2 separate regions of the Ovis aries genome follow, and region 2 is linked to region 1. The links are chromatin contacts, called in public Hi-C maps. All regions are on one chromosome and are shown on one strand. Each heading gives the region's core, a stretch centred on a gene start, on an enhancer-like site or on the middle of the called end of the contact. The rest is flanking DNA. Distances are from core to core; before and after follow the strand shown. Region 1 holds the start of PICALM (phosphatidylinositol binding clathrin assembly protein). Region 2 holds the start of CCDC83 (coiled-coil domain containing 83).

Evidence for each region. A called contact is a pair of places that touch in the nucleus more often than the background predicts.
Region 2: a Hi-C map of tail adipose tissue shows a contact between it and region 1, with 6 times the contacts expected there. The contact joins the promoter of CCDC83 here to the promoter of PICALM in region 1. A contact is called at or near these places in 11 of 16 Hi-C or Micro-C datasets (blood, hypothalamus, liver and 5 more).

The regions. Positions count from the first base shown.
Region 1 is chr21:8,887,431-8,891,208 of ARS-UI_Ramb_v3.0, reverse strand. PICALM (phosphatidylinositol binding clathrin assembly protein) reads right to left here and starts at 2,171. Exons shown (of 22, transcript XM_060403879.1): 1 at 2,083-2,171. LOC132658338 (a long non-coding RNA gene) reads left to right here and starts at 996. Exons shown (of 2, transcript XR_009597804.1): 1 at 996-1,391; 2 at 1,536-1,720.
Region 2 is chr21:9,222,186-9,225,963 of ARS-UI_Ramb_v3.0, reverse strand. CCDC83 (coiled-coil domain containing 83) reads left to right here and starts at 1,702. Exons shown (of 12, transcript XM_027959747.3): 1 at 1,702-1,814; 2 at 2,035-2,115. It overlaps LOC121817498 (a long non-coding RNA gene), which reads right to left. Exons shown (of 16, transcript XR_009597808.1): 12 at 2,617-2,680.

The DNA of each region.
Region 1 (3,778 bases), core at 922-3,421:
GCCCTGATATTCAGTCTGTGCACATCTCGTAAGTTGTTGACATAATTAATTCTGATCAGAATTAATCTTGTTTTCCATGAGAATCCTATAGAATGCTATTTGAAACCCTAACATTATTGTTACAGTCTGCCTTGTCTCAGGGTTATTTTTATATATTCTTCCTCACTAAATCATGACATTCTTATAGATGAAACTGTGATTCGCATGCAATGAAAACTCAATAATTGTTAACTCACTGGTGAATCTTATATTTGACTGAACTATTGGTTTTGGTAACATTTGGATATATCTTGATTCAGCAGTGGACACTTATTAGACACTTGCTCATGTCTAGGAAAAAAGGAATAGACATGATTTTTTAATTGATGATGTCTCAATTTCTCACCTTCTGTATTGAAGTGTAGTATTATTGTTTGTTTACAGTTCATAGTTACATCTACCTCCTAGAAGAGTTTGAAAAATAGATGTATTAGTAAATCCATTTATTCACTTATTCATTCATTGATTTATTCAATAGTCACTTTGTGAGTGCTTATAACAAGCTAATAAGACATAGTAATCTCTTTCAAAATCTAGGAGCAAGCGGGAGACAGGTAAGTAAAGCAATTTGATAAATGCTATGGCTCAGAGGAAAAATACCTAAAATCAGAGAGGGACTTCTTAGGAGATTGGACCCTGGAAACTAACTTTGAGGTTAAGAGAAAGAAATAGTTAGGAAGCTGGGGTGAGACATGAGCTACTTATGAGAAGGAAACAAGCCACATTCAAACACTGAGATGGGAAAGTAAATCACTTGCTCCAGAAACTGCTCAAGAAATTCAATACGGCTGAAACGTAACATACAAGTTGAAGCAATGCCAGCGACAAAGCGACAAAGAGCAGGTGTCAGCTCTAAAATGGGCTTGTGTGCTAACCTAAGGAATTTTAATTTCAAAGCTTTGGAGCATATCTGAACTCTCCCAGGCAAGTGGGATCAGGGATGTCATTCTGGGACTACAGTTCCAGAGGCTGGTTCTGGTTATGGGTGGGGTGAGACTTCCTTATAATGTAAAAGAAATAGAACTAAGAGGATTTGAAAGTGATGGCCCAGGACCTGGGATGGTTGGAGAGGGGGATGCAAATCCAAGATTAATTCAAATTCGAGAGAAAAAACCAGAAGTAGTTAATATGGAACATGAAGCAGAGCAAACAGGTCAAAATAGAGAACCAGAACACAGCCCAGTGTGATTTCTTAAAGCCTCCTCTCCCCTTGCTGGGCTCCTTCAGCCTTAGACCTGAAGCCTTTCAAGGATTCAAAACAGAAAAGCGATCAGCTCTTGGTCTCTTCCAAACTAGGCAGACAGCGTCTTGTCCTGTCCTGTAAACACGTCCCCAAGGGTATCTGACCCACAGTAAGTCCTCCATAAGAATTTAGCAAAGGGTATGAACTTGCTGCTAATTGCCGAGCACAGAAATGCTTTTGTTGAGATATTCACACGTTATGTGAGTCTATTGTTGCTGTTTAGTCACTAAGTGGCTTTCCATTCCTTCTCTAGGGGATCTTCTCAAACCAGGGATGGAACCTGAGTCTCCTGCCTCGGCAAGCATATTCTTTACCTCTGAGCCACCAGGGAAGTCTGCCTGAGTGTAAGGGACAAGAAAATGGATTTCGTACAAACTCATAAGAACTCACTCTTCTCTTTAATAAATTCACTCATTTAATAAATGTGAACTAAAATCATGTTATTTACAAGCCATTCAGATATAAAACTAAACTTTTTTTTCAATTGTCTTAGGCAAATCGCATCATATGCATTAAGAAATAAAACAATAGAAAAGAAGCCCCCTCCCCCCAAGAAGAACTGACTAAAACAAAAGAACAACACAAGTAGTTTAGCAGTGAGGTGGTATGACCCCGAACAATAGTAATCCAGAAACAGTGGCTGGGGTGATTGTCAAACGTAAGTTTGAATCATACAGAGCTGCTCACAAATCTGTATGGATGCCTGTGTAAGTTACCAATTGTCACTGAAGATAGGTGGCTCAAATTAATGGGGGCAATAACAAGCTAGAATTCTCTGGGGGAGAAGCCTCACTACTCACCTGCCATTCTGAAGTCAGGGGCAATCAGATAAGCTTTAGTCCAGTCCACCAGGAGAGAAGGCTTTCGACATAACGGTTGAGCAGGGTGTGGCCAGCCTGTACACATGTCACAATGGTGCCATCATGAGACAAGTCCACGTAATATAAAAAGCAAGGAAGGAAGTGCAAACTTCAAGTGAAGACTAAACTGCTGAAAGTTGCAAAGCCTCCTAAATTACCCTTTTTCCACAGCACAAGCATCTTGTGATGTGATGTAATGTTGACCATAAACTATTTCAACATTTAATAAATTCAGGCATTTAAACCTGTACTATGATTGCAGTAATTTCCATAAACTTTCTGTCTCAGATTTCAGGATGATTCCCTCATATTTAACATCACCAGAGAACAGGAAGCAGTATTCTTTTTCTGCAGTGGTTTCCCTTGCGGTATAATAACAATGATAGCAATTGTTTTAAAAATACTTCTACTTATTTGTTTAACAATGTATTTATTTGCTGCATCAGGCCTCCTAGCCGCATCATGTGAGATCTTTCCTTGTGGACTCTCTAGTTGTGGCATACCGGTTCCAGGATGCTCCGGCTTGGTAATTATGGTGCTCAGGCTTAGCTGGTCCGGGGCACGTGGGATCTTTGTTCCTCAATCATGGATCAAACCCGTGTACCCTGCACAGCAAGGCAGATTTACAAGTACTGGACCACCAGGAAAGTCCCAACAATTCTTTTTTAAAAGTATTCGATCTTTGTCCCCCGTTCCTGGAACAAGCTCCTTAGAGAGATGGGTATCTTTTGTATGCTAGTGAAATGACTGGTGACCAGGGGCCTGCAGAAAGCTTCAGGATAGGGGTGGCCAGAAAGAAAAAGACGTGATTAGACGCTTAGAGCTTTTAGCTCCAAACCCCAAACGTCCAGGCAGGAGAGAAGGGCTTAAGACTGAGTTCAGTCACCAATGGCCAGTGATTCATCAATCACGCCTACATAATGAAACATTCCTAAAAACTTCTGTGCTTCCCAGGTGGCTCAGTGATAAAGAATTGGCCTGCCAATGCAGGAGTCACAGAAGATGCCAGTTTGATCCCTGGGTCAGGAAGATCCACTGGAGACGGTAATGGACACTCTAATTTTCCTGCCTGGAGAATCCCATGGACAGAGGAGCCTGGTGAGCTACAGTCCATGGGGTCACAGAGCTGGACACGATTGAGTGACTGAACACACACACACACACACACACACACACACTCCTAAACAATGCAGTGTGGATATCTCCCAAGCTGGTGAACACATCAGGGTGCTGAGACGGTGGCCCACTCCAGTTCCATGGGGACGGAAGCTCCTGCCCTGGGGACACTTTTGCACCTCACACTATGTACTCTTTCATCAAGCTGTTGATTTTTACGTTTTATGATAAATCAGCAAACATAAGGAAAGTGATTTCCCAAGTTCTGTGAGCCATTTTAGCAAATTATTGAGCTTGATAGTAGTGGGAAGCCCCAGTTTATAGCTGGTCCATCAGGAGTACAAGTGACCTGATGTTTGTGACTGGTGTCTGAAGTGAGGGCAGTCTTGTGAGGCTGAGGTCTGAAACCTGTGGGTCTATCACTAACTCCAAATAAGCTAGTGTCAGAAGAAAATGAATCATGGGACACCCAGTTGGTATCGAGAGAATTGGTTGGTATGAGGAAAAAAACCCCATAAAT
Region 2 (3,778 bases), core at 453-2,952, 340 kb before region 1:
CTTAATATGTATTCATGTAACAGCATTAATCATGAAATATATGAAAATGTATTTTTAAAAAATCAAATTCAAGGATGCCAAATGGCAGACTTATAAGATAAAAAGGATGGCTAATTGACTCAAATGTAACTAAGTGCTCTCAGAATATAAGAAATTGTCTTGAGGCAGGAAATGGGAATGAACCCAGGTGAGAAAAGGGGGAAATTCAGAGGTTGTAGGTGTATATTTTTCCCCCTTGAAATTAGGAGTTCAGTTCAGTCACTCAGTCATCAGCATCAGGTTCTTTTCCAATGAGTCAGTTCTTCACATCAGGTGGCCAAAGTATTGGAGTTTCAGCTTCAGCATAGTCCTTCCAGTGAATATTCAGGACTGATCTCCTTTAGGATGGACTGGTTGGTTCTCCTTGCTGTCCAAGGGACTCTCAAGAGTCTTCTCCAAAACCAGAGCTGCCAAAAGTGGAAACAGAGGGAAAGACGAAATCTATACGGGGTTTCTTGAGGTTTTGGAGCGAAAAAAAAAAAAAAGGTAAAACGAGAAGGAACATTAGCAGGATCAAGGGCTTTTAGAGCTGCAAGTTACCTTAAAAGCATTTAGTCCAGGGGTCTGCAGTTCTCCTTGGAGTTAAACCCGGGAGAATGCTTACACAAGATGAAAGCAGGCAGGAGAGAGGCCTCAGTGGCGGAAGGGGCGGGGTGGGCGCGGAGAGGCGGGCAGAACTCACATCCCTTTCCCATCCTACAAGCTGTCGGAAAACCACTGTCCACTCCTGATGTCTAACTTTACAATGGAAGAAACAGTGAGTAGCTTACAGTCGCAACACAGAGCCTAGGTCTCAAGCCTCTACACCACTCGAGGCTTCCCGGTTTGCTGCGAGAGGGAGTTAAAAGTGGGCGAGTGAGTCTTGGAAGCAAAGTTATGACCAACCTAGGTTCGTTATGATCAACCTAATATGCTAGACAGCATATTCAAAAGCAGAGACATTACTTTGCCAACAAAGGTCTGTCTAGTCAAAGCTATGGTGTTTCCAGTAGTCATGTATGGATATAAGAGTTGGACTATAAAGAAAGATGAGCGCCAAAGAATTGATGCTTTTGAACTGTGGTCTTGGGAGAAGACTGGGGAGAGTCCCCTGAACTGCAAGGAGATCCAACCAGTCCATCCTAAAGGGCAGATCAGTCCTGGGTGTTCATTGGAAGGACTGTTGTTGAAGCTGAAACTCCAATACTTTGGCCACTTGATGCGAAGAGTCGACTCATTGGAAAAGACTCTGATGCTGGGAAAGATTGAAGGCGGGAGGAGAAGGGGACGACAGAGGATGAGATTGTTGGATGGCATCACTGACTCAATGGAATGGGTTTGAGTAAGTTCCAGGAGTTGGTGATGGACAGGGAAGCCTGGCGTGCTGCAGCCCATGGGGTTGCAAAGAGTCGGACACAAGTGAGCGACTGAATTGAACTGAACTGAGCTGAGGGAGTCTCGGTGCAGCTGCGCGAGTTGAGACGGTGGGAACCGGATGGGCAGACTGCGGGAGCGCGGACTCTCGACCTGACTGTTCCCCGCTGCGGCCACCAGGGGGCGCGCCCGGCCCGCCGCTCGCGGCTGGTGTTGGTGGAAGGGGGAGGCCCGCGCGCGCCGGTCGCCTTGGAAACGGAGGGCTCGGCGGCTGCCCTGGAGTGAAGGGGCCGGGTCCGCCCGCCCGCCGTGCGCGCTGCCTTCGAGTCCACTGCTGTGTATCCACACCCGGAAGCCGTCCAGGGGAGGTCAGGACACTACCTAGCCTCCTTGCGCGGCCCCGGCTCCTTCCAGTCTGACTCGTAAGACTTTTTATGAGCATCTCCGCCCGGCCATTGGCTCTGCGGCTGGCTCCGCCGCAAAACGGGCCTGGGGTTCTGACTTTCTGGGGGTCCAACATTGGGTGAAGTGCTGGGCGGTTAGGAGCCGCTAACCTAACCTTTTCACCCAGGAGACACAGAGGGAGGAAGAACTTTTTGGATCCGATCAGAATACTAACGCATCTGTCTTTCCGCCTCTCAGTAGAACCCCTGGATACGTTGCTCATTTGCCTTTCTGAGATCTCAGCTTTCCTCCGGAGAGCAGGATCTGACTTTCACTCAGGTTTGTAACCTTCGTGATGCCCTCAGCCTCTAGCACACAGCGGGTGCTCGGTAGACTAATCATGCCTTCTGTTCGTATGGGGCTTTATCGCTTGGCAGTTTTCCCAAAGCATTTGAGCCTCATTAATAATCCTGACAGGTAGGAAAGATGGAAGAGAAAGCGAGGGTCAGAGAGGTCTAGCGACCTGTCCGAGGTTATAAAACTCCTTCATGGAGAACCTAGGTCTAGACTCCAATCTCCTTAGTGCTCTTCTCGCTGAATCCGCAGTCTGGTGAAAGGCTTTAGATGACAGACCCCCCAAATCCTTGCGTCCTTAGTACCAGCATGGAGCCCTCCCGCTGCAGGAGCTTTGTAAGCTCTCGGTGTGGCGCTGATGGCCCTTCACCCTCTGCTTCTTGCCCTGGCTGCTGGCAGCATCCTTCTAAATAGGACGCTTGGCTTCTTTCATTAATCTGTTAGATTTGTATAGCAGCTTGTTTGTCTCCTCATTCCCCTTCTTACCCCGTAATTCTTCACTGGGTGGAGAGTTGAGAAAGCAGCTGGGAGGTGAGAGAACAGGTCACATCTGATGAAAAAAAAGAGAGAGAGAAAGCTTCCTGTGAAGGCAGAGAAGGAAAAGAAGAAGACTAGGTATTTATCAACATGTGTAATAATTGCTCATTGTTTTCTTTCCACCACCCCCAAGACCCAGCCCCAGTTGGTACACTTTATTCGCTGTTGAAGGAGAGAGGTCTTTTCATTCTCCTTTGCCATCAGAGTGTGGAAAGTCCTGCATGTATATATGTCCATTATTCTCACAATATTCTTTTCACGGTTATGTTTCTTTTCCAAATTGGCTGTCTCTTACATTTTAAAGTTGTTTGGGGCTATATGTACATAATCTATACAAAAGAGGTGGGCCTGAAATTTTGTGAGACTAAATGTAGGTGATATTATCACTACTAAGAGCCTTTAAATGAATTCATGGTTTTTTTTTTAATATGCTGGAGAGCATTTCTACAACATTTTAGATTGTATTAAAAATGTATCCTAGCCTAACTGAGAATTTGAATTTGAAAGTCATTTTACTTTCCAAATTCAGGGTATATACAATATTATGAGCAAATAAATAGGACCGTCGGGAAAGAAAGTGACTGTGCGTTATTTGCCAGTCAAGCATTTGAATCAGACCTGAACACCCAGTTTGTGCCCACAGGAGATGGTGACCTATATGCTAATATCTGTTTTGAATTAAATGAGTTGCTGAAGTAGTTACCATTCAGTATTTGAGGAGTTATACTTTGTTGAAGATGAGTGCCTTAATGGTTAGATGTCAGATTTAACAAAGGCTTTTGGAAGTACTGCATTATTACAGCTGTTGTTAGACTGACATAATTTTATAGCTTGTTAATGGCAAAGCCATGTCTAGACTTCAAGACTGCCAATACTCATGGAGAGATCTTTTTTTTTAACTAAATCATGCTCTCAACCCCTGATGGAATCTTATTCAGAACTTTTATCATTACTAATGCTATTAAGTAAATATCCACCATTTCAATCTATCTATGAAACATTAGCTAGCAAACATCAGGATCCACTTCAAATGTCTAGAAAGGCATTAGGGCAGAACTGCCGCTCCCAGCCTCCATAGAACTGTGAAAGGAGTCATTAGGAAGCTTCTGGA